7 separate regions of the Mus musculus genome follow, and regions 1, 2, 3, 4, 5 and 7 are each linked to region 6. Evidence: chromatin contacts called from public HiChIP or PLAC-seq and promoter capture Hi-C data. All regions are on one chromosome and are shown on one strand. Each heading gives the region's core, a stretch centred on a gene start, on an enhancer-like site or on the middle of the called end of the contact. The rest is flanking DNA. Distances are from core to core; before and after follow the strand shown. Region 1 holds the start of Arih2 (ariadne RBR E3 ubiquitin protein ligase 2). Region 2 holds the start of Ccdc71 (coiled-coil domain containing 71). Region 3 holds the start of Impdh2 (inosine monophosphate dehydrogenase 2). Region 4 holds the start of Prkar2a (protein kinase, cAMP dependent regulatory, type II alpha). Region 5 holds the start of Lamb2 (laminin, beta 2). Region 6 holds the start of Dhx30 (DEAH (Asp-Glu-Ala-His) box polypeptide 30). Region 7 holds the start of Qrich1 (glutamine-rich 1).

Region 1 (3,239 bases), core at 619-3,118, 1.5 Mb after region 6:
CTGTAAAAGCAAGTGGCACAGTTTTTTTGTTTTGTTTTTTTGTTTTTTGTTTTTTGAGACAGGGTTTCTCTGTATAGCCCTGGATGTCCTAGAACTCACTCTGTAGACCAGGCTGGCCTCAAACTCAGAAATCTGCCTGCCTCTGTCTCCCAAGTGCTGGGATTAAAGGCGTGTGTCACCACTGCCCAGCTACTTTTTTTGTTGTTGTTAAAGATAATTACTGATCATGTACCTCTGGCTGCCTTGTTGGGCAGCCTGGCACTTAGTATGTAGACCAGGTTGGCCTGGAACTTACTTTCTTTTTTTTTTTTTTTTTTTTTCTCTGTGCAGTCCTGGCTGTCCTGGAACTCATTCTGTAGACCAGGCTGGCCTTGAACTCAGAAATCCACCTGCCTCTGCCTCCCGAGGCCTGGAACTTTCAATGATTCCCCTAGCCTTTGCACCCCAAGTGCTATTCTTGTTCTAGCGACTTTCAACATTTGATTACCCCTGATTTTGATTCATGACCCAAATTTGTAGATATTTTAAGTAGATTGTGTGGCTGCACACATGTGAGTTTGTAAGTTTTAGGTCTGTACAGAGCTTCAGGTTATCCAGGGATATATAGTGAGAACTTTTCTCAAAAAAGAAAAAAAAATTTTTTTTTTAATTTTCTGTTTACAAGTATGTGTGTGCCGGAAGAGGTTCAAAGAGGGCTTCGGATCCCCTGGACATTATCAATAGTGGGCAAGGACCTCAGGTTTCTGGAGAGAACAGCAAGAGCTCTTAATGGCCCAGCCAACTCCCAAGTCTCTTCAGTTATATTTTTTCCAAGAATTACATAAAAGAGGCTATTACACGGTCTTTTTTCTTTCTGCCTCACTTTTCCGGGTGTCTTGAATACCAATACATACACTCCAGAAAAGGTAGAACTAGGTTATCTACAGATTTGCACGAACATTGATTTACCTCACAGTGCCTCTGGCTTCACTCCAGTAATTAACATCTCGATGGAGTTGCTACTTGAGCGAGCCTCCTATCAGTCCACAACAAGGCTTGGTGACCAGAACTTGGTGACTGGAGTCCTAATGCAGTCTATATCGTGGGTAGAAGTTGTGCAGCGAAACACTTACGATGTATGAATCTCTGGGTCTGGTAATCTAGCAAGGCAAACCAGCCTTGGCTATATAGTGAGTTGCTTCTAAATATAACCACACCAAACAAAAAATACCCGTCGTGAAGGTGAGTGGAAGTCGGAGAAGTGGGTGGCTAGGGGGATAGTGTCATGAGAAACTAAAGTCTGATTGCTCATGGGCCAGAACTTCCTCCTAACGTACGTAGAAATTCCGAGTATGGCTCATGTCAAACCATAGTTGCCCGGAAACTATGATCTTTTTAACCTACTCCAGTGTTGCCAGAATGTCTTCTCACGCTGTTCGTCAGAGTATAAACAGTGAAGTGGGTAGACGTCTGGTCAGGGGAAAAAAAAAAAAAAAAAGCTAAAAATACCTCATCTAAGGGTCTGATGGCTCAGTGGGTAAAAAGCGCTTACTGCCACGCCTGACAAGTGTTTGATCCTCGAAACCCACATGGTGGAAGGAGAAAAACTGCTCCCGGAAAATTGTCCTCTGACCTCTTCTGCACGCGAGCCGTGCGACACACACAAAATACACGCAAGAAAACCTAAAACTAACTATCGAATAAAGACACTGGTAGGCTATAACGCAGGAAACAAATTCCTACATCATTCCTTCAAAAGCGAACGCTCAGTAGTTCCTCCCAGGGGCTCTCGCTAGAGGATGGTGAGGAAGCGATTCCAACCGACTACGCAGTCGTCAGAAGCCTGGGAGCCTCCAGGGCGACCGCAGGTCGACCCCTACCGGAAGTGACGCGCGGCGCAGAACACTTCCGGAGCTGCGGGGGACGGCTCTGCCGGAGGAAGCTGCGCGGGCCTGAGCCGCGTCCGCCGGCTGCCTCCGCTGCCGCTACGCCTCCGTCAGCCTGGTTTGGTCTGGCTTGACCTGGTCCGGCCGGCCTGGGCTCTGCGGCCGCGAGGTCGCGGCTCCCGGTAAGTGCGCGGCGGGAGTCGAGGCCTTGTTTACTCTTGACTGGCCGCCGGGAGGGGGGGGATCCCCGCGCGTTTCGCCGGCGCGGTCCGGGCTCCGCCTTCGCCGCCGCTTGCGAGGCCGGGCCGTCCCAGGTCCCGACGTTCCCCGCCGACTGATAGGCACTCCCGGAGGCGACAGCCCGCGCCGGCGGGTGCCTGGCGTCTCTCCTGGGTTCCTCTTCCTCGTTGGCTCTTTAGCTCCCCGAGAGGTCGGAGGCCAGGGCCTCTGGCCCGCGAGGCTCGGGTGCGCTCGGGCCTGCCCTTCTGGGCGCTCCAGGCGAACGCACCGCCTCGGAGGCTCCCCGTTTCTCTGGTGGTTGGGAGCTTTGGCAGCGCCAGCCGCACTGTTTGTTAACGCCCGTCCTGGGAAAGGGCCTCCCCGCGCGTGGGTTCCGTGTCCGCGCGAAGACCGGGGCGCCTCGCAGAGACGTGCGACCGGTCACGCCCGACGCCACTGGTCTAGCCTCAAGAGAGGCGGTGGTGTTCTCGGACGAGCTCGCCTTAGTTCTTCTGTTTGTTACTCTGTCTCGTAGAACTTTCTGTCGGCGACGAACACGTTCTAGACCTTTGCTGTTCAGTATGGTAGCCATTAAGCCACACACGGCTTTCGTGTTGACATGTATGTAGTTAGTATATCTGAGAAACTACATTTGACTTTTTAAAAGTAAACTAACTTTCAATAACTCCATGTAATCGGCGGCTACCTGCCATTATTAGGACAGATGCGGTGTCGAGTTGGTTGTTTTTAGACAGTGTCTACATAGTCATGGCTGTCAAGGAACTCACTGTGTAGACTGGGCCGAACTCGAACTCACCTGCTTCTGCCTCTCAAGTGCTGGCATTGAAGGCTTGCACTACCACGCCCGGGATGCTGCTGAGTTTTTAAACAAGTTGCTGATTCATATTTTTCAGCCAAGAAGTTTTCTTCGAAATGTAGTTAATAAATGACTACTGAGGGCCAAGTGTTACAACTGGAGTTAAACATCTGTGCGACTAGCCAATTTTTTTGTGTTCCTGTCAACTTCAAACTAAAAGGTCTTTATCCTTTTGTATGTGGCCATGTCTTGGAAACCAGCTCAAAATGAGTGGCAGGTTTTTTTGAAGATGACTTTAACTCTTGGAAAAAGTACTAATTTTGTACCATTTCTCTCTG
Region 2 (3,577 bases), core at 749-3,248, 1.7 Mb after region 6:
TGCTACTATCGCGCTTAGTTGATTAGTACAAAGGGTCTCACTACAGTACAGGTCTGGCTGTTCTGGAGTTTGCCATGAGGTCCAAACTGGCCTCAAACTCAGACTCCTCCTCCTGAAGCCTCCCAGCTGTTAGGATCACAAACGCGCGCCAAGAGCTCAGCTACATCCTACTCTTTCCTCTTTGACAGGGAGCTTGCTATGCTCCCGGTCTGGAACGTGTCGATGCACACGATCTGCTGCTCAGCTGCCCAACACTGTGCACTACCACGCCTGTTTCCTTTTGATTCTTTTCTTTCCTGGTGTTCTAAATATCTAGACTCAGTCCCAGGAATATAAGCAAATACCTCAGTCCTCAAAGAACCCAGTCCGGAAGTGAAGACACAGCTGCCATTAAAGGTTCTTAGAAGCAGATGGTGCTCTCCAAGCCAGCTTCTAATAGGTTAGGGAAGGACTCCTGGAAGCAGTAACATCTACCTATCTGTCTGCGTGCCAACCAAAAAAGGAGCAGGTACAAATGGAGCAAAAAGGGTAGCAACTCCTGCAGAGGCTATCAAGTAAAGAAGAGTACGGACCATATGGATGAAGGCCAGGCTGTAGCTGAGGAAGACAGACTAAGGCCTTTGAACATAGGCCCAAAGACCCAGACTTACACCACCTGATGTCCACCCCACCACTGTTCATCCAACTGCCAACGTTCCAGTGCAGGGGGTGGCTCATCTCCTTACCAGAGTCTATAGACAGGATACTCAGTGACCTGATTCCTAGCTCTAGTCTTGGAGTTCAAACCCAATATAAGACACAGACCCGCCCAAAAAAAAAAGACAGTTGCAAACATCTCTAAGGCAAGCAAGAGACCAGGCAACGAGACCAAGGAGTTCAAGGTTTGACGACAAAGGACAGGGAAAGATTCCAACTAGGAAGGTAGGCCAAGCCGTAGCGCTTAAAAGGCAACAGACCTTAGATGTTAGTGGTCCCAACAGATGCAGCTGTCTGGGACCACTCAAATCGTCCTATGCTTCCTTAAGGAAGCCATGGCTGTCACTCAGAAGTTACACCCAGCACTCCAACGCAGCATCTGAGGGCTTCCCGAGTCAAAAGGTAAATTCCCCAGCTGCACCGGAGCGTTAAAAGATCAGCTGGGATGAGACAGGTCCCTGGAGTCTAGGAGCCCGTCTGTGCCGCCGCTCTGCACAGCTCTAATGAAGCAGACACACAGTCCTCAGACTCCCCGGAGAAAGTGCCCTGGGGCTCTTTGTTTGGAAACATTCTTGGATCCTCAGGTGTCTGAGGCACTTCCCCTCCCCAGAGGATGCTCTTCAAGTACAATCCAAGTTAATGCTTTCATTTATTTATTTATTTATTTATTTATGTTTTGAATGGGTGGGCTATGAACTGTAGGACAGAGGGGGACGACCTACCTCCCACCCCAAACCTCCGGCGCTCATATTACGGGGCGGGGACCAAGGGGCTCTTTGCCTAGGTCATTCTGAGCCCATGGGAGGGAGGGTGCTTCTTGGCTCTCAAGAAGCTTTGTAAACAGAGGCTGCAGCCAGGCTGACTTTTGCCTTCACACATTCCTTTGGGGCCAGCACAGGAAGTTGACAGAAGACTGGGGGCGGGCATACTAATCGGGCGGACTGGGATCAGGGGCAGATCGGGGCCCTCAGGCGGGGAGACCGAGGCCCCGGGGCCTGAACGGCGACGGGGAGTCGGGGTTACGGCGGCGGCGAAATGTGTAAGGTGGGCAGTGGTCGCCCGACAGGATCCTCAGAACCCCCAGGGTGGGGTCCTGGGTAGGGGTGGGGTGTCTCGGCCAAGCCCTGGGAAAATGAGGATCCCGGAAGGGCCGGCCACCCAGTCCCTTCGCCCTGCCGCCCTGTGGCCTCATGGGCAGCCACTCCGCACCACCGCTAGGCCCGCGGCTCCAACCTACCGGCGCCGCCGCGGGGACCCAGGACGCACCTCTGCGCCGCCTCCGCCGCTCCAACATGGCCGCCTGCTGCGCGCCGGAAGTACACCGTGCTTCCGCTTCCGGGATCTAGCCCGCCTGGTGACCCTTGACCCCTAGAACTCTCCCCTCCCCCCCCAAGTCTGGGGGCGGAGCAGGTTGAGTACTTCGGAGGGCTGCCTGGAGGGGGTGGCCTCGGAGGTGACAAGTCCAAACCTATCTGATCCAGTATGGGAGCCTGTGCACATAGAAGGCAAAAGTCACAGGATCCCAGTCAGGATTGGACTAAGGACCACTTTTCTAAAATGTCCTGGTAATATAGGAGTCAAAGTGACTCCTGGCAAGCTCTATGCTATTCTACACCCCAGGACCTTACTCTTTCTCTGGCACCTGATCAGAAGAGAGTGTGCCTGACAGGGATTATCTCAGGAAAGTCCCCTTGTTTCACCACACAAGTACTTCCTGAAAGAGTAGCAGGCGCTCCTCTCCTGAGAATGGGCTTAACCCTGGCACACTGCATGAAAAGCTGGTATATACATGTAGGCACAAGTAATACACAGCAGCCTGGGGCTGTAGATGGCCAGTCTGTAAGTCACAGTACATCAATGTGGGCCTGAATATACTTGCTCAGGTATGTATACACAGTGGAGTGCCAAGATCTGGCTCAGCCAAAGCACCTCGAATGGCACAAAGTAACACTTTTCAGTCGTTACAGTGCCCAGAATCCGTTGGCTCTGTTGGCAAAGAGATTGCAAACTCAGTCCTACCTATGTCCTGTAGACAACACAAGATGGTTAGTTACAGAGCCCTCTCCTCAGCAGTATTTGAGGACACAGGTTAAAACTAACTCTAGGAATCTGAGACCTCAGATGAACAGTCAGCATATTTTCCAAACCTTGTCCTTTTTGGAGACAGTGTATCCCTACATAGCCCTGGATTCCTGGGATCAAAGGTGGCATGTGCTGCCATGCCTGGCTTCACAGCTTTAAGGAAAGGACCCCCTTGTCAGATGCTTCCTAGTCCAGTTTAGGAGGCATCAGGAAAGCTTTGGTTTCATGGATGAGGGAGTGAAGGCATCTGGACCTGTCTAAGAGTTTGGGGTAGGTAGACAAGGGTGTTTGAAGTGCTTCATGTGGGAGCTGGATACTAGCCTTCTTCCTCTTTTGTACGACTGAAAGATCCTTAGCTGTTCTGTGTTTCCCAGCCTATGTAGAGGGATCTGTCATCTTTAAAGATAAGTATCAACCACCCATCAATACCCAAGGCCTCACTTGATGCCTGTTTACTTCTCAGAGCTTTGGCACCGACAGGAGACTCCTGACAGTTTCTGGGTAGCCAAGTACCCAAGAGGAACCACAAAATCTGCGGGCAGTCTGGGGTCAGTACCTCCAGTCATTTCTCTTGGTAGAGAAAAAGGGCCTTATGGACCTACACCAGGATGAGCCATAACTATGCAAACAGAAGCCACTTCTGCCAAGAGGCAGAGCTTGGTGCCTTCCAGGCATAGTAGCAGGCCAGATGTGCTCTAGCAGGCCAAATGTGCCCTAGAAGGAGATTCCTCTCTTGCATTATCAAACCCAGAGGTCAGAGCAAAATGGAGGACAAGAAGGCTGGGTCCATTCTCTCTCT
Region 3 (3,306 bases), core at 663-3,162, 1.6 Mb after region 6:
GAGGAAATCAATGTCCCTTGAGGAGATGATGCCCACCAATCGACTCCCCATCCGGCCTGTATCTGTGATGGGGATACCACAGAAGCCATGCCTGGCTTTGGCCTCAAAAACATCGCGTACACGATCCTTGGGGCTAAGGACCACGGGGTCAGTGATGAATCCCTGTTCGTATTTCTGGAAGGAATGGTGAGAAGGTCACTGTATCTTTGATATCACTGTCATCAGGCCCCTGTTCTAAAGGATGAGGTCCATGCCTAAGTGTCCTGTATAGCAGAGCCACGGAAACAAATGAAATGAAATGCTCAAACATGGACATAGGGGGTCTGGAAGCACCGTGCGTGCTCTAGCTAAGAAATGGGGTCTTGGGTCTTCCTCCTCAGTAGCTGAAGCTCACAGCAGGAGAAAGGACGCTTAGCAAAACAAACCCTCCACTTCCACCCCACGCCTCTAATTCCCAGCAACTCTTGGCCATGATGCTTGGCCTTCTAACCTTCACTTTCCGAACTTCATTGGCCTGGAATTCAGGTGTGCAGTTGTGGTGGATGAAACCAATACCTCCTGTAAGCTACAAGACGAACACACAAGTAAGTGATAAAACAGAAACACAATCTTTGGCTATAAGATGGCACCCATGGCGCTCAAGCCTTACCGCCATCGCGATGGCCATTCCAGCCTCTGTGACAGTGTCCATGGGTGAGGAAACCAATGGGGTCTTTAGTGTAATCTTCTTAGTTAGAGCAGACGTCAAGTCCTGAGGAGAAAAAGGACCAGCAAAGGAAAATACAGCTTATTCCTCAGGGTCCATCCCAGGAGCCCTGGGTGAGCTGCCATGTTCACCACAAAGCCTAGCCTGGTGCAGTAAGCTCACAGTAACGAACAGCAGCATCTTACCCCTCCTAGATATTTACCAATCCAGTTCCTAGAGTGGGTACAGGGGCACATGCCTACTGTAATAACAGTACCCACTCAGAAACAAGACTGAGCGTTGACACTAATAATTAGGGTCAACAAAACCACTTCTGGAACAGCCAAAGTAATGTAGGCAGGCTGTCTCAAAAACAAAATAGAGCCAGGCAGAAGTAGCGCACGCCTTTAATCCCAGCACTTGGGAGGCAGAGGCAGGCGGATTTCTGAGTTCAAGGCCAGCCTGGTCTACAGAGTGAGTTCCAGGACAGCCAGGGCTATACAGAGAAACCCTGTCTCAGAAAAAAAAAAAAAAAAAAAAGGAACCCCCCAAACCAAAAATCCAGTGCCTTATTACTCACCACCTGATCTGCAGTGAAGTCGATATACCCAGGAAGAATGAGAAAATCACTGTAGGAGGGAAATAAGCAGGTCTCTCAGGCTTGTGACACCAAGAAACTTCAACTCCATATATCATCCCATAAAACTCTTGAGCAGGGAGTTGTACCAGCAAGTGTGACACAGGCAAAATGTCACTGGGTGGATGCCACCGAGGTGTCATTAGTGCACGCTAACATATTCCACATATCCAGAGAACTGTGTCTCACGACTCAAGTATTAAATACTATTGAAATCACCCTCTAAACCCCTGCCCCTGCTTCACATATGTCGAAGTTAGTCTTCGGCGATAAGGAATTCCCGGATTCTGTTCCCCATCCGCTCCCACCAGTTTCAATGAAGCCCTCCCTCATCCGGCCTTCTCGCCAGCGTGCGGCCCCTCGCCTCGCCCCGATGGGTGCCCTAGACCCGCACTTGTAGGTGAGGCCGTCCCCGCAGTTGAAGAGCTGCTGCGCTGTGAGCCCGTCGTCCGGCACGTAAGAGGTGCCTCCGCTAATCAGGTAGTCCGCCATGACCACGGAGGAAGACAGACGCGTGGCTCCGAGAACCGCGCCGCTCCGAGGACCGCGCCGCAGAGGCCTCTGCCGTCCGGACCGCGCCAATATAAACTAGATTATTCCGTCACACGTTGCGTGCGTCGATGACGCCAGGCGTAGGGCGTGCGTACTGAGGGCCACGCCCCGTATAGAGGCGGAGCTGGCAGAGCTGGGTAACCACGTGCTTATCGAGCTCACAGGCCCAAGGCCAAAGGCCTGTTTCCTGTCCCACCCCTCCCCGCATCCCACCACAGCAGGATCCAGGCCCATTCAATTAAGTTTTGTTTCCACTCCCCCGCCCCCGCAGAGCTCCTCCCCCAAATAAAGACACGTTCTCCAGTAGCTTGTTGAAAAGACGTGCTTGTCATTCTTAATAAACAACTAGAATAAGAATACATAAGAGAAAGAGTGGTATCTTTATATGATACACAAGTGTATGTTACAAGAATTCCATCAGGCACAGGAGCCTCATTTTTAAGGCCTCAATGTTAGGCCAAAAAAAAAAAAAAGCGCATGGTAAAGTTTTTACTTTAACTTTTATGTCACTTGTCATAAAGAAGGGTGTAATAGAAATTGTCTGGATAAAAATCATAATTGAAGTTCCCCTTATTCTTCTTCCATCAAGATGTTAAGTTTATGTCTGAGCATTACAAAAAAAAAAAACAAAAAACAAAAAACAAATGTGGCTCTGAGTGGTCAGTAAAGTTTGCCGATTCCGAGTGACAGGCTGATGCATCAGCAGCTCCATCTTCCCTGAGGAAGGGAAGGGTCTGTATCTCTCCATACAGTCCAAGTTCCTTTCCCCACGCCCCAGACAAAAGAAAAAAAGAGAAAAGAAAAAGCCAACCACTTCCTAGGACACCAGGTTCTCAGAAAACCCAGATCCCTATGAACCAGGGGTCTGCCCATTTTATGAAGATGCAAAGAGGGCAATATCGTCTTTTACATTTTGAACAGAAGTAGCCTGAAAAGCATCATAACTACAAATTAAAAAAAAATGTGGAGGCCTCTCCTTTAGTGTGAAAGTCTGTCTGGTTTTTCCTGGATCTTTTTTCCTATAGCTGAGGCACCTCAGTGCATGGTGGTTGCATTGGCCACGGCAATGGCTTCTTGGATTTCTCGTATAACCAGGATCCGGGTCAGCATCTGTCCCATCTGTTCTCTGCTGATAGGCTGGACTGAGTACCAGATTGGGCTGTTGGGAGCTACAACTGGCTCAGGTGTCAGGTAAAAGGTGTCATTTCGGCCTTTCACACTCTGAGGGCTGAAGAAGAATTTCAGTAAGTAATAGCATAATTCTAACCCTTCCTGTTTGAGCCTCCCAAACAATTTCAGGTTGAACTACTTAAATCTATCTATATCCCATTGGCAGCAGATAAGCATCTAGAAGACCTAGCTCCAGCTGTTTACCCACATTGTTTTTAACTCAGCAGCAAAGGCCAATAACCACCTTCTCTGGGCTCAGTAC
Region 4 (3,403 bases), core at 413-2,912, 1.4 Mb after region 6:
GCCAATTTGGTCTACATCATCCAAGGCTACACAGTGAGACTTTGTCTCAAAAAAAAGGGGGGGGGGATTAATTAAAATTAAAACAATTAAAGCAGGCTAACTCTATTATGTTAATAAAGCATAAGTGGAAGCAACCGAGGAAATAAAATTGCTCTTTGACAGTCTTACTTAAATCAAATGAGTAGAATGTTACTTGTATACTTCCCTGCAATCAACACTGGAATCGAGGTATTGATTATGCTCGCCAGTTTGATTCAATTGTTTTAACCATATCGAAACTTGGAGGAGGAGGAGGAGGAAGAGAAGGAGGAACGCATAATTAACTGGACACGAATAAAATGGCATAACTGAAATTTCCTTTACATACTTGAGCAAAGGGAGAGAGGAAATATATATATAGGTAAAACAATAGTGAAAATATTGATAACTGTTGAATGTGAGCGGCAGGCAGTATTGGGGGAGGAGGTTCAGCTACTGAATGTGAGTGACAGCATTTAGGGAGGGGCTCAGCTCATCGTTCCTCTTATGTGTATGCTTATAAGGTTTTCATTGAGGCAGAGGTAGATAGTTGACCCCAAGTTCGAGGTCAGCTTGAACTACCTACTGAGTTCCTGCTTAATCAAGGCGATCGGCCTCGTCTCCAACAGTTTTCAGCAATAACTCTTCCAAAACGGAATTCTTTGCAAATGAAATGATCATCCGGTTTATTCGGGGCGAGCTGCCGGGTGCTGGTGCTCTTGTCTTCGGAAAGCAAGCAGGCTATGGGGTCTAAGGCAAAGAGGCAGAGCAGCTTCTGGCGGGACCGACTCAAGCTCCGCGCCACCACGCGGACCAAAGAACGCGCACGCTTCATTCAAGGCAGAATCTGACAAATCACTCTCCGTGAACGCTCGGGCTCAGAGAACCGCGGAGCTCAATTTGGAATGCTCACACGCCGGGGAACCCAAGCAGCTGGGCTGGAGAGCTCTCGGGTCTCGGCCCAGGGTAAGGCCGGGAGCCGAGCCCAGGGCACCCCTGGTCGGCCCTCGGGTCCCTCCCTGAACCCTTCACTCGGTGCCCACATCGCACCTCGGCCTTGCCCCGCCCGCCTACCTTCCAGATCGGCATCTTCCGAGTCCGAGTCACTCTCCCCGTCCTCCTCGATGACGGGGACTGCGCTGGACTCCTGCGTGTGAAAGGTCGTCGGGGAGACGATGAACGTGTCTGATTCCTGGCGGCGGGCCTCGCGCAGGCGTGTGAAGTACTCCACCGCGAAGTCGACGAGGTCGGGCGGCTGCTGCCGAAGCACCTCCACGGTGTAGCCCTGCAGCAGCTCCGTGAGCCCCGCGGGGATCTGGATGTGGCTCATGCCTGCGACGTCCGAGGGGCCCGGCGGGTCCGGGCGGCCGGCGGCTGCAACCTGCGCGCTCCCTCACGCCGGCCTGTCACTCCGCGCCCGCGGTCTCCCGCGCGGCCCGTCTCGGCCTTCCTCGCGTCGCGCCTTATTCTGGCCGGGTCTGAGTTTGTTGTGCGGGCCGCGCGACCCTTCCGCTAGCAAGCCAGCCTGGCGCCGCTGCTGTTGTCACCCGGCCGCAGCCGCCGCCGCTGCCGCCGCCGCGCCGCCGCCGCCGCGGGGACCGCCGGGCAGGCAAGCTGGACGGGCGCGGCAGGCGCCCGGGTTGTGACGCACGCGGCCGCGGGCGTGCGCGTCCCCGGCCAGGAGCTGGCCCAGAGTGCGCGTGCGCCGCTGAGCCTCCCGCTCTCGGAGCAGCCCATGGTCAAGGTGCGGGAGGCCCCGGAGATGAGGAAAGAGTGGCCCGGCTGCGAGGCGGGCTGGTTAGTGCGTCTCGCCTGGTCACAAAAACCTTTCACTCATGCTTTCGGAGCATGCTGCGAGCCTCTTAAAGGAGTGCCAGGGTCACTGAAGTGACACAGGACCACCTCACCTTGACCCCTGCTCTAGTGGAGGGCCAGAGGGCTTACTCTAGGGAACGACATTAATGCTAAGCCTAAAGTACTGAGCAGGTTTGCCCAGAGAACGATCTGGAGGAAAGTCCTGTACAACAGGAACAAAGACCTAGTCAAGTCAGAAGAACCACCTTGACTGACAGGTAGAACGATGCGTGCCTGACTGCCTGAGGTCCTAAGGAGTCTAATATGACGTCGTGAGATGTCAAAGGGGGAAGGCTTTGTAGGAAGTAAAAGTTTCAGTGAGATAGTCACTTGTGAGCCTCAAGCAGAGAAATAACCCTGAAAGAGCTCGCTCAGCCGATTGTGGGCAGTAAGAAAGCAGAATAATGCCAGGAGCTGGACAGACCTCGGGGCTTGTTCCTCCTTTTGGACACTTCCATCTTGGTCTTCAGGCCTAGACTTAGAGTCCTCCTTCCTCCCCACTCAACCCTGGGCCACACTACTTGGTGAAGTTGAGCAGACCACAGACCGTGTTGTCTTTTGCCTTTGGGAAGAGGGCAGAGGTGAACTAGAGAGGCACCTGCTGTTCCTCAACTTGTTTCCTCCTGTCACCAAACTTGAACAAAAGAAGTTACAGACCTTTCTGGAATATCCAGCCTAGGTGCTGGCCAAAGAGCCAGCGAGAATACTGTTCTCCCTCTCCCTGCCGGAACCAGCCAGCAACTCGTGAGCTTGGGAACCTGAAGGGTATTGGGATTGTTAAGCACCACCTGGTAATTAACCAGTATTAATTAAGATCTCCACTAGCACCGCCCATAAAGGCCTGGCACAAACCCAAAACCTCAGGCTGCTGGGAACTGAGCTGTGTATGGTGACAGGGGAACACCTTACTGAGGTACTCAATGTAGGGGCCAGTCCAGGCTGTAAGCTAGGTAGACCTGAGACTACAAACAGCTATGTGTCCCTGAATGTATGTTGAGTGGCGGCGAAGCAGTATCCAGCATGCTGGCTGGAGGCACTGACAGCATACTTGTGAAGACTGAATGAATGAATGAATGAATGAAGAAGGAACAAATGATACATTTCAGCAACAAAAGAAGCAGAAACTGCTCTCCTGACTTCAGTCTCATAATATGTATCATTTCTTTCAAAGCTGCTACATAATTCAAGTCTAGCCTGGGTTACATGAAACTATCTCAAATCAAAAACAAAAAAGCAAAGCAACACAGTGGAGATGGGTCTTCTCTTGAGCAGACTGGCTCTTTTTGGGGGGGTATGGGAGGAGGGGAGAGGTTGTTGGTTTGGTTTTTCAAAACAGGATTTCTCTGTGTAGTCCTGGCTGTTCTGGAACTCACTTTTTAGAGCAGGTTGACCTTGAACTCAGAGATCTGTCTCCTGAGTGCTGGGATTAGATGTGCACCACCACGGCCCAGTCTAGCCAACTCTTAAAAGTTTTCCAGGATTCAAATCTTGCCATTACAATCCAAAAAACCTAGATGTGACCCCCCCCACC
Region 5 (3,659 bases), core at 803-3,302, 1.6 Mb after region 6:
GCATAATAGTATTTTTCCCGGATCTCCCTCCGTGGGTCAAGCAAGTTGTCTCCCAGTGTGTGAAGCCGGGTTAAGTTCACTCGTAGGTTGGTGATCTTCAACAGGTCTAAGAAAGGGAAGAGGGTCTCGTCCAACTAAGCAGGTGGCCCCTTGTTGCCTCGTCCCCACCAGTGCCACCATTGGTTGCAGCTGCCAAGGTCACCTTGGGAGACCTCTTTTCTATTGCTCCCAGAGCTAAACTGGGCTTGGCATTTGCCCTAGGAAGCACCTAAAATAGTTACTGAGGCCCCAAATAGTCCCCATCCGGACACTGAGACTGTGCCAATCTCCATAGTAGAACACTCACTCTGAATCCGTGAGCTGTAGGGGTCTGGGATAGGAATAGCAGGGTCCAGCACACGATAGATGACCTAGCAGGGCAAGAAGTCCACAGATAATGAACCTCGCTTCACGTCCATCACAGACCCCACTAGCTGGGTCCCAGCCCTTACCTCGCCTTCCGTAGACGGCTCGATTTCTGAGTAGCGGGACTCACACACTACATCATCCCAGCGACGTGGCGGGGCCAGTGGGATTCCCGGGAAGTCAGCCCCGCAGTCATAGGAAAAATATCGGTACACGTGCCAGGTGCGGCCAAAGTCTGCAGAACGCTCCACCAGCATAGCAGCAGGCCGGAACGTCTGGATGGGGAAGGAGGACATGTCTGACTAGCAGGAACCAGGACTTCAGTCCAGCCTAGGTTACGGAGAGCTCTGCTTAGTCATGATCACTGCTGAGCATCTCAGACACATGGGAAAGACTAGGAAAGCCAGACCATGATCAGACCAGGGAGGACAGCCACCTCTGACAGGCAGGTTAAAATACCACGAGACCCAGAGAGACTGTATCTGACTTAGCCTAGGAATGGGGCACAAGAGAGCATGTGCAGAGGTGTTCAACTATGGAAGCCATGCAGGACGTGACCATGCTTCACACATAGAGCACAACACAGGAGCTCAGGGAAGCTTCGTTGTAGAGCTAGGACTCTGTTAGGGGGTACTGAGAAGCAAAGCAAAATCAGGCGGGTTCGCTGACGCGCAGGCACCTTGAACGTCATAATGAGGTGGGTGAAATGAAACTCAGCTTCCAGGTCCAGTTGGATGGTGACCATTGGAACCCCTGCAGCAGGAATAGGGGGTCAAGGTTCTGCGGTTACTGGTTACAAGCCCTAGTCATCCTGATGACCTACTCAGGGGCTCACCGTTCTCCGATTGCCACCAGGCTGTCCGGCGTTGTGGCGCAAAGCTGGTGACTACATTCTGGATCCGATGACTATTTGGGTTGTCTCGAGCAGAGAAGGGACGTCGGGAGTCACACAGGAAACACTTCTTTTCGTCCTGGATTGGGTGGAGTGTAGGATAGGTACCTTAGCTGGGGCCGACCCCACCCTGACCCAGCCCTCTCCTCTGGGGCCCCAGAAGCACCTGCAGGTGACTGACAATACAGTAGGGTTGAGGGCTATGCAAGCCACACGTGGATGAGGCCGTCAGTCTGTCCGCACGGCCCACCAACAGGTCACCGGTGGCTGGATAGCAGCTTCCTCGAGAACAGCCAGGTACATCCAAGGACGGGGCCTGGGCCAATGTGGCAGCCAGCACTGAGGACAGTGGGTCAATCAGCTCAGCAGGACTCCTGGTGACTAGCCCCATCCCTTGGGCCCCTGGGAACAGCCTGCCACCCCTGGACCTACCATCACATCCCACAACCTTAGGCCTCACCAGGCCCCCTCACCACTTAGAAGTAGGCCCAAGCGAAGTTCCCATGGCAAAGGCTGTCCCTGCCTGCCCCTCCCTGGTTCTCCTGAGGCCCACTCCATCCTGAAGAAAAGTAAAATAGAGATAAAGAGAGATAAAGAGTCCACAGACGAAAGCCCACCACCTCCCTTGGGGCTGATGCTGACCCGACCGTGTGGGTACTGGGCTGGTGTCCCTCCAGGCCCTCAATCTGTCCAGGGTCGGACCTAGCAGTCACTCCTCCACAATCTGAGAGACTCTGACGACTTTGAGTAAAGTTGGAAAGCAAGGGAAGGAAGTAAAACACGGAGTGGATCTAAAATAGGATTATAACTGAGGATAGCACCCCACCCCCTACCATACCCCTGCCCGCTGCAGACAACCCTCATCCTAAGAACCAGACTTTGGTTACTTCATCCACTTTCTTTTTAAGCTGAAGTTTATTTAGCAGATGTGTACTTAGCAAAGAAGCAGCTTAGTTCGAGGAACTAAAAGGGAGCATCCAAAAAGAAATTAGAGTAGGCTGCTCAAAGACAGAGCATCCTGGTCCACATATCTTCATCGGATCCCTTAAGTCCCGATGTGAACCAGGGGTTGCTGGCAAGCATGGCATTCAGGGGACAGGAAGAGGGCTCGTGGAGTTGGCGGGTGGCAGAGGTAAATCGAGAGGTTTGTGATCTTTGTGTATCAGGAAGGCAGATGGAAGGAGCTTATGGCCTTTGTCCTGGTGTCACTATGGAAACCACAAATCAGCCGCGGGGCTCCCAGGGTTACAGCATCAGTCGGGAGATGGATGGGAAAGGTGCAAGCTAGAATTCTATTGTACCTGTGGAAAGGTTTAGGACGCCCCAAAGGATAGACTAGGACTGAGCTCTCGGAGATACTGGAAAGGCCACGCACTACTGCCTGAAACAGAACTCCGAGGAACTCGACCGTCCATAAGCACTCCAGCAAATGGGTTGCGAGAAAGGTTGCCTGTTTCCTGATTAAAATGGGCTGTGGCTACTCAGTTACCCAGAGGATGGGTTCTGGGTGACAGACTCTGGACCACCAGCAACAAGTGAATCCGAATCTTGTGACTATTTATCCACGCCGGACTTTCCAGTCGCCTGGCAGCCCGGGAGCGGAGGGTTGGAATGCGCGCACCCACTAGGCGCGCGCCCCACCCAGACCCCTGGGACTTCAGGCGGGAAGAGGGTGGGTTCAGGTCCGTACGGCTTGCTTTGAGTGCCACCGCTATGAACAGACTGCTGGAGATCAAGCAAAGATTACTGGAAGCTGCAGGCGCCTGTGGGAAAGCTGAAAGTTCAGAGGAAACTTTCCGCCTCACAAAGGAGGATGGGGGCGGGGCAGTCAATCCGCTGATTTTCCCTGTCACTAGAGTAGACTCTCCTGTCACCTAGAGGAGTCCTGTGAGCAATCTAGGGAAGCTCTGGTATGCTAGAGGTGATAGGTCAGAATTTTAGATCACTCGATAAAGGGGCAGGATGGGGCTAAGGGCATTAGAGGGAGTTACATGATAGTTCTAGTCTCAAGGTTAGACGGCCAATGAGGGACATCATAGAGTCATATTTATTTATTTATTTATTTAGAGACAGGGTTATTTATTTATTTATTTATTTATTTATTTCGAGACAGGGTTTCTTTGTATAGCCCTGGCTGTCCTGGAACTCACTTTGTAGACCAGGCTGGCCTTGAACTCAGAAATCTGCCTGCCTCTGCCTCCCCAGTGTTGGGATTAAAGGCGTGCGCCACCATGCCCAGCTGTCCGTTTTGTTTTTTATTTCTGAGACAGAATCTCCTGTTTCTAGGGCTAACCTTGAACTCACCCCTCCTGGTTCTTCTTTAGTAAGAGATGTGTGTGCCCCGACATGTGCATGATATTCA
Region 6 (3,481 bases), core at 259-2,758:
ACCTGCCTATAAATAGCAGTCTCTCAAATTACCAGCACAAGGATTTGTTTGCCTGTTCGAGATCCAGTCTTGGATAACTCAAACTGGTCTATATGAAGCTTGCCTTGAAGATCCTGTTTCTATAGGGATTCCAAGTATGTACCAAACATGTTGGGCACTGCAGGGATTTCTATGTTTTGTTTTCAAGAAGCAATTCTTTGTTTCACCTCCTTCATTTCTCCTAGCCTTCTGTGCAATCTAGCAGGAAAATAGCAACTAGTATACTTTCCTTCCTTCCTTTTCTTTCCGTCTTCATTTGAAACAGGGTCTATGTTGCGCTGACTGGCCTGGAACTCTTCAGATCAGAGATCTGCATGTCTCTGTCTCCAGAATGCTAGGTTTAGAAGCATTTCTTGCTATGCAATCCTGGTTGGCTTCTAATTCCCAGTTGTCTTGCTCCAGCTTCGGACCAGCTGAAGTCACCTGTGCTGTGGCACACAGCTAACAATACATTTAAATGGCTGCACAAAAAATAGCATAGGAAAACGGACTGGAGATATGGTTCAGTGGTTATGAACACTTGCCTGATTAGTAGTTTTGTTGTTGTGTGTGTTTTGGTTGATTTGACACAAGCTATAGTCATTTGGGTAGAGAGAACCACAATTGAGAAACTGCCCCCACCAATCTGGCTTTTAGGCAGGGTGGAGGTTTTGGGAGGGTGCCTCCCCTGGGGAGATAGTAAATTCTGGGGCTGTTGTATCAGCCATGAGGCAGTAAGCAAGGGTTCCTCCATGTCTTTTGTTTCCATTCCTGATATGACATTACTCAGTGGCAGGTTGTCACCTATAAGGTGAGAAGTGGTATTTTTACCTCAGCAATAAAAAACCTAAGATAACAGCTGGCCGACAACAGCCTGTAACTCCAGCTTCCAAGGATCTGATGCCATGTCACTTGGTACCACACACATGCACATAGAATTTTCTTCGTCTGTTTTAAATTACGAGCTATTGTATTAGTTCTCCAAATATCACGAAAGGGCACATCCTCAAATATTGTCTTCCCAGCTGTGAACTACTGCCCAACGCCACTGAGTTTCCTTTATCGACGGCGGATTTCATTGAACCCATGCTTCACTCTGTTCAGAGGACAAACAGGCAAACCCCCTCCCCTCGCTCCTGAGTGTCGATGTGGCCTAGACTCGCAGTCGTCCCTCACCACAACCCCCCGAAGCCAGCAGCAAGCGCTACCCTGTCCTTTGCCTGGTTTATGTCTCTGTGAGGCAAAATCGCTCACCTCCCTAAAAGTGCAGAAGACCAAGGGGAGACGCAGGAGAGAAAAGGCGCGACGGACACAGAGCTGCGGCTGGGGATGGAGAGATGAGCCTGAGATGGTCACCCGTCCCCAGCTCCCGCCGGCTCTCGCCGGCTCCCACGGCACAGGCCACGCGCGTCCCCGGCCGCTCCGCCGGAAGTCCCGCCTGTGTCTGGGGCTACAGCCGCGCTCCCTCCAGCCAGTGCCCGGGTGCAGGCGCAGACTGACTGTCTCGCGCTGTGGGCTGAGGAACACTAGAGACAACCTAGGCAGCCGAACCCATCGCGAGCCCCAAGGCAGCGGCAGCCCGCACAGAGAGCCAGGCCGAACAGAGCCGGGGCCGCAGGTGGGACTTCCGCCTCGGGACCCGGAAGAGACCGCGCCGTCGCTGGTGGGAGTTGTAGTCCGGCCGTAGTTGGGGGGGCCCGCGGCTCATGCGCCGTGCACCGAGGCTTGTTTCACATCTGTAACAACAGGTGAATTGGGCTTTTTATTCTACCCTTTCGCGCCCCTTGAAGCAGCCTGACACGGTCGGGGGTGGTCGGCGCGAGGAGGGGTCCCGAGTCCGGCTAGCGGCCTGGCAGAGAGTGGGAAGGAGGAGCTGGCGAGCCCGAGGAGCAGGCCGGGCATCCTAGGCCTGCCCGGGAAGCCGGCCGGGCCGAGCCGTGGGCAGCCAGGCCTCGGCCTGCCGTTGCCATGGAGCCGGGGCGGGGCGGGGGCCAGACCGGTCCGCCGGGGCGGGCCTCACTGCCAGGGGCTCAGCGGAGGCCGAGAGAGGCGGCTTCATTGGCTCGACGACGCCTTCGCCTCAGGGGATGCTCGGTTTTCCCCAGGCTGGGCCCGGAGGAAGTCTCCGGAGTGCCCGAGACCTTTGTCTGCCCCTCCTCCCACTGTGCGGGTCAGGACCGTTCCTCTAAAGGGAGGCCTTGGTGCATTTTTGACTCTTCTGGTTTGCCTCCTTTTGCACCGACCTTGTCAGTGGGGGAGGCTAAGGGGTGAGGTGTTCTTTGTTTGCTGGTAGTGACTTGTCCCATTTTGCAGGGGAAGACCTAATGCATGGTGGGTCCTTTGTTTGCAGTGAAGTGGAGTTCCCAGGGGTCTTCAGAATCCTCAAGCCAAGAGTACAGCGTCTATGTGCTTTCTAGATAGTCCTTGTGTAAGCAATATTGGTCTTTTAATTGCGGCTTTCCAATGCAGAGACTGTTCACCTTACAACCCCCAGTTCATGGGTGTTCGCCATGCATGGTAGCAAATAAACTGCTGCCGTCCAGCTGCAAGGTCTCAACTTGTTTTTGGATGCAACCTACTGGCCAGAGTAAAATTACACCTTTTCTAATGATTTTCCTTGCAACGGTTTCTTGGAATGCAGTGACCCCAGCGCCATGTGCCATGCACCTCTTGACTACATCTTATAATTTATACTTAAATCTCAGAGTCTGACATTTCCAGGCAGGAGAACTCTTTCCTGATTTTATTATATATTATTATTTAGATTTATGATAATGCTTTTTACTTCTACATTTATATATTCTTTGACAAAGTTTCTATGTAGGTGTACCCCACCTGACACCCAAAGATCAAACTTTTCAATATTTTAATTTATGAAGCTATAGTCCAAAAAGTTTTATCCAGTTTTGGACCCCACTTATTCTTTCAAAAAATGAACATGATATATGCAGAATACAGGTTGATATGTAAGAAAAGTCGTGTAATAGAAACGTGTAAACCATGGGGTCAGAGTTCATTCGGTCCTGATGCTATGGGATCCTGGGTAAATTAGATATCTGTGCTTCAGTTTCTTTCTCCGGGAGAGAATGTTCTTCATAGGCTAGCTTCAGGGATTACATGAGGTCAAGTCTATGGGCGTTCTTTGTAAACTGTAAAAATGTTTTTGAGAATTTTGAGGGTATAATTTTCCCAGTCTGGAAGTATCATTTTAGATAGATTGGTATTATAGCCATTATGGGATTAGAAAAGCAAAGGGGCTTTTGCTCTGAGCTTGGAGAAAATGTTCTTAACATTTCCTTCACTTGATCTTAGCCAAAAGGCCGAGAAGCGATTCTTAACATTTTCTTAGGGATGCTCTGTGGCACAGTTCACATTTGGTGGGTCTAGAACTGGTCAGGGGCCTCTTGAGTGAGGCTATTGTGTTAAACCTTTTTAAAGTTAGTACATTGATGTCTATGATTGG
Region 7 (3,433 bases), core at 335-2,834, 1.6 Mb after region 6:
ATTACTATCAAAGTTTGGTTGCTACTAAAAGGAATAAAAATCCTTTTAGCTTGCTTTTCCTCAGGCTTAATGTAACAAAATTGTAAAAATAAACTAGCAGATGTTTTGTCTTAGAAAAAAAGAGCTGTGTATTTCTCCATCACAAACCTAGAATTTCCTAGATAGAAGATCACAGCACTGAAACAAAATGTGGAAAGAAAAAAAAAAGCTGAGAAGAACTTCAGTTACATAGTTTTTATAGTGACAGGCAGATTTTAGAAATTTTTGCTGGACATTTTAGAAATTACAAAGAAAAAAACCGGCAAAGCATTGATCAAGTTAATCAAGGTTAAGAAACAGCCCTTATCAAGAACAGAAAGGCAAGCCCCTCCCACCCACGCGGAGGTGGAAAAAAAAAAGGGGGGGGGGAGGCTGCATTTAAGTGAGGATTTAAAGCGGAATTTTAGAGCTCCGAGAGTTTGATACCATATACAGAGGAGGATCTCTTTCCGGAGCGCACAGAGGTGACGTGTATCAACTGCGCTTATGGAAGAATCGGTTCTAATGGAAGAAAAGCGGGGCCTGGTAATGGTAACCTTCTCTCCTCAGCACAAAGCACCAGTACAAGGTGAGGAAACCCATGGGGACCCAATGCCCTCTCCGGCCAGCAGGACTCGGTTTCCCAAGCAGAGCAGCACCCTCCCCAAGCACCCACCCAGTCCTTGGGCCTCGCTTAAGTAACAGCATTCTTCAGTTAGTACGAGCACTCCTGTCCGCCTCCCGGAGGAGCGGAGCCGCAAGCCAGACCGCAAAGCCGCTATGTTTCTCCGCAGACCTAGGCCACCGCTGCCCCGGACGTCACGAGGACAAGGGCCCAACCCTCAACCTTCCCCAGTCGGCAGGTCGGTCGTCCGCCAGGCCGCTCGCCCGCCCGCCCGTCTGCCCTCCTCTTGGAAGGGGCGTCCGGCGCGCACTCCGGACAGCGTGAGCGACCAACAGCAGGGCGCGCGCCGCAAAACCGGGGGGTCGCGGGGTGGCGCGCGCCCCGGAAGCCGTTCTAGCCCACGGGCCACAGCTGAGAGCCAACGGGGACGCGCACGTCGGGCGGCTACGCGCAACGAGAGGACCGCACAGCGCGCACGATAACGCACGCGCGCGCGCAGAAAAATGAGAAAAAAAAAAAAAAGAAAAAAAAAAGCCACGCTCGTGCGCGCGCGCCTCCGCGCGCCCCCGTGCGCCGCGCCCACCCGCCCCTCAGGCCCGCCCCTCCCCCACCCGTGGGGCGGAGGCTCGCGAGCCGAGGGACGTTCTCCGCTCTGAAGCCGCCCTGAGGTCGCCTGGGCCCAGCGGCAGCGGCCCGCCCGCCCCCGCCCGCCCGCCGTTGTGTAGGGTGGGCCTGCCGCCTTCGAGCCAGAGCCTTGCTGCGTCCCCGCCCTCACCAGAGCCCTCACCCGGCGACGTCACCGCCGCCGCTGCCTCCGTTCTACCCGCCGGCCCCGCTTCACCGCCCGGGGCCTCGGTTCTGCCGTCGCCGCTCCGAGACCGACAGGATTTTCTCCTCACAGCTCCCTGGGCGCCATCTTACATTCAGCCCTCACGGCCAATGGGAGCCGAAGGCCCTTCTCGCGAGAACCGGAGCGTCGGATCCCGCGAGAGCTGCCTGCCAGGCTTAAAGGGAACGCTGCAGCCACAGAGGGAACCGGTTGGAGTGGAGAGCGTACCCCTCGTTGTGGGAAGGAGCGCCACGCCCATGGGCACCCCTCCATGCGGGGCGGGGCTTAGGCCCGGGGTTCAGCATCCAGGGGTATTTTGCCCCTGCCCTGGGTCTGAAAGCATGCTTTTTGAAGCCACCTACGGTGTCCCGCTAGCGCCTCCTCTAGTTGCACAGTTCCACGCGAGGCGGGGCCGGGCCTAGCTCGGCCTCGTGGTTAAGGTGGCCCCCTTTCAAACCCCTGAACTGGGCGCAGCTTTAACCATTGTGCCGCGCCTGGGAAGCGCTCGGGGCGTTAGTGCACGGGAGAAAACAGCTTCAGGAACCCCCAGCACCACCTCTCATCTGAGATCGCTTTGCCACAGTCAGGTCCACCTTAAAGCAGGCCTTGGGTAGCCTAGTGTTTGTATACAGGGAAAATGTGGAAGGCTTTAAAGCTGCAGGCACTCACCTACAGCCTCACCAGAAGCTCCCAGCAACCCAGGGGGCCCTCAGTCTGGGGCAAACCTTAGTGCCTTCTGCACTTGTTCCTGTCCTAGCAAACTCTAATCTTCAAATTCTTCAGAAGTCAATTTCTGAGACGGGGTCCAATCCAAGGGCCAGCATAGCCAGGAATCTCATCTCAGCACCGTATAGACATCCAGGGAGTTTGCTGGGGTCCCCAAACTGGAAAGGCCACAACAGCATTCATGATTTATCTCACTATGCTTAAATAGTTGACAGGGCTTTTTTCTAAATGATCACACGGGGGGTCATGTGTCTCTTGATCTCTAGCCACAAAGACACAAACCTAGATCCCTCCATAGGACTGGTGACTGTGCAACAGCATCTCTGGGGTTCTCAGGTTTATCATAGTAAGTGCTGAGCTAATTCCAGCCATGCACCTGCCTTTGAGAACCAAGTGCAGTAGTGACTTTGTGGCTGGCTCTTTTCTGGGGAAGTGCATTCTTCCAGAAGACATATGAGACCCACCACTGCCAGCTAACAAACTATTTCTCCAGGGTCCTCAGATATTAGAAAGGCAGACAACAGAGAGACGCCAGAGGGATTTAGTTATTCTTTATTGAAACGGAGTGTGGAGTGCTGAAGGGCACCCCCAGCCTCCAGGATGAGGTAGGGCCACATGTATTCAGTTCATATTTTGCCTGGGTCTTCTTTTAGTGTGACAGTTCGGTTGAAGACAATCTGAAAGGCAGTAGAAGAAAAATGACCAACAACCCCGAACCGGGCTTCTTACTTCCCCTTCATCACCTAGGAGGTGAGGTATCATGGAGGTGAGGTACCAAGGTTGTCAATAACTCTGTAATTTCAGATAAAGGACTAGATGCCTGTGCTGTGCCTTAGTTTCATGAGGATTATGACAAACTCTAAGCTTGCCTGCTACTTTGAAGAGTAAAAAAGTTAGGGCCGGGGCTGGAGAGGTGGCTCAGCAGTTGAGAGCACCGACTGCTCTTCCAGAGGTTCTGAGTTCAATTCACAACATGATGGCTCACAACCATCTGTAATGGGATCTGATGCCCTCTTCTGGTGTGTCTGAAGACAGCAGCAGCATACTAACATAAAATAAAATAAATCTTAAAAAAAGTTAGAGCCCTATAAAATTTTGTGCTTGGACTTAACTGGAAAGTAATGAATGTCCCTCCCAACTTATTTGGAGAATGCTAAGGGGATGTAGGGAGAGTGTTTATCACAGTGAACAGCTTCCACCATCAGTACACAGAAGGGTATAGGTGGGTCAAATTA

Evidence for each region. Promoter capture Hi-C pulls out the DNA fragments that hold promoters and counts their contacts. HiChIP or PLAC-seq counts read pairs in DNA pulled down with a chosen protein or histone mark. Capture Hi-C pulls out chosen DNA fragments and counts their contacts.
Region 1: a contact with region 6 is called in an H3K27ac HiChIP or PLAC-seq map of embryonic stem cells, with 5 times the contacts expected there. The contact joins the promoter of Arih2 here to the promoter of Dhx30 in region 6. A contact is called at or near these places in 3 of 39 promoter capture datasets (the C10 cell line, embryonic stem cells and hippocampal neurons), 1 of 484 Hi-C or Micro-C datasets (B cells), 3 of 115 datasets of contacts at active chromatin or transcription factors (embryonic stem cells and pro-B cells) and 3 of 9 other capture datasets (adipose tissue, liver and macrophages).
Region 2: a promoter capture Hi-C map of pre-B cells shows a contact between it and region 6. The contact joins the promoter of Ccdc71 here to the promoter of Dhx30 in region 6. A contact is called at or near these places in 5 of 39 promoter capture datasets (the C10 cell line, embryonic stem cells, liver and 2 more), 1 of 115 datasets of contacts at active chromatin or transcription factors (astrocytes) and 1 of 9 other capture datasets (macrophages).
Region 3: a promoter capture Hi-C map of hippocampal neurons shows a contact between it and region 6, with 3 times the contacts expected there. The contact joins the promoter of Impdh2 here to the promoter of Dhx30 in region 6. A contact is called at or near these places in 4 of 39 promoter capture datasets (the C10 cell line, cranial neural crest, hippocampal neurons and 1 more), 1 of 484 Hi-C or Micro-C datasets (B cells), 1 of 115 datasets of contacts at active chromatin or transcription factors (large pre-B cells) and 1 of 9 other capture datasets (liver).
Region 4: a contact with region 6 is called in a promoter capture Hi-C map of liver, with 2.3 times the contacts expected there. The contact joins the promoter of Prkar2a here to the promoter of Dhx30 in region 6. A contact is called at or near these places in 5 of 39 promoter capture datasets (the 3T3-L1 cell line, the C10 cell line, cranial neural crest and 1 more), 2 of 115 datasets of contacts at active chromatin or transcription factors (astrocytes and microglia) and 2 of 9 other capture datasets (adipose tissue and liver).
Region 5: a promoter capture Hi-C map of second pharyngeal arch cranial neural crest shows a contact between it and region 6. The contact joins the promoter of Lamb2 here to the promoter of Dhx30 in region 6. A contact is called at or near these places in 7 of 39 promoter capture datasets (cranial neural crest, embryonic stem cells, hippocampal neurons and 4 more), 1 of 115 datasets of contacts at active chromatin or transcription factors (embryonic stem cells) and 1 of 9 other capture datasets (macrophages).
Region 7: an H3K27ac HiChIP or PLAC-seq map of embryonic stem cells shows a contact between it and region 6, with 4 times the contacts expected there. The contact joins the promoter of Qrich1 here to the promoter of Dhx30 in region 6. A contact is called at or near these places in 8 of 39 promoter capture datasets (cranial neural crest, frontonasal cranial neural crest, liver and 4 more) and 3 of 115 datasets of contacts at active chromatin or transcription factors (astrocytes, embryonic forebrain and embryonic stem cells).

Annotation. Positions count from the first base shown.
Region 1 is chr9:108,648,037-108,651,275 of GRCm38.p6, reverse strand. It overlaps Arih2 (ariadne RBR E3 ubiquitin protein ligase 2), which reads left to right and starts at 1,868. Exons shown (of 16, transcript NM_011790.5): 1 at 1,868-2,047.
Region 2 is chr9:108,458,974-108,462,550 of GRCm38.p6, reverse strand. It overlaps Ccdc71 (coiled-coil domain containing 71), which reads right to left and starts at 1,998. Exons shown (of 2, transcript NM_133744.5): 1 at 1,934-1,998. It overlaps Gm51295 (predicted gene, 51295), which reads right to left and starts at 3,457; the gene lies at 3,391-3,457. It also overlaps a transcript of Klhdc8b not described here.
Region 3 is chr9:108,559,042-108,562,347 of GRCm38.p6, reverse strand. It overlaps Impdh2 (inosine monophosphate dehydrogenase 2), which reads right to left and starts at 1,912. Exons shown (of 14, transcript NM_011830.5): 1 at 1,717-1,912; 2 at 1,266-1,314; 3 at 650-751; 4 at 491-565; 5 at 1-174. The coding sequence starts at 1,814. It overlaps Qrich1 (glutamine-rich 1), which reads right to left. Exons shown (of 10, transcript NM_175143.5): 10 at 2,181-3,102. The coding sequence ends at 2,910.
Region 4 is chr9:108,690,402-108,693,804 of GRCm38.p6, reverse strand. Prkar2a (protein kinase, cAMP dependent regulatory, type II alpha) reads right to left here and starts at 1,662. Exons shown (of 11, transcript NM_008924.3): 1 at 1,093-1,662. The coding sequence starts at 1,348.
Region 5 is chr9:108,478,255-108,481,913 of GRCm38.p6, reverse strand. It overlaps Lamb2 (laminin, beta 2), which reads right to left and starts at 2,052. Exons shown (of 33, transcript NM_008483.3): 1 at 1,940-2,052; 2 at 1,771-1,856; 3 at 1,464-1,636; 4 at 1,241-1,376; 5 at 1,085-1,158; 6 at 492-680; 7 at 347-410; 8 at 1-106. The coding sequence starts at 1,855.
Region 6 is chr9:110,115,643-110,119,123 of GRCm38.p6, reverse strand. It overlaps Dhx30 (DEAH (Asp-Glu-Ala-His) box polypeptide 30), which reads left to right and starts at 1,508. Exons shown (of 23, transcript NM_001252682.1): 1 at 1,508-1,766. It also overlaps Gm10615.
Region 7 is chr9:108,515,238-108,518,670 of GRCm38.p6, reverse strand. It overlaps Qrich1 (glutamine-rich 1), which reads right to left and starts at 1,584. Exons shown (of 10, transcript NM_175143.5): 1 at 1,431-1,584. It overlaps Qars (glutaminyl-tRNA synthetase), which reads right to left. Exons shown (of 24, transcript NM_133794.2): 24 at 2,730-2,875. The coding sequence ends at 2,825.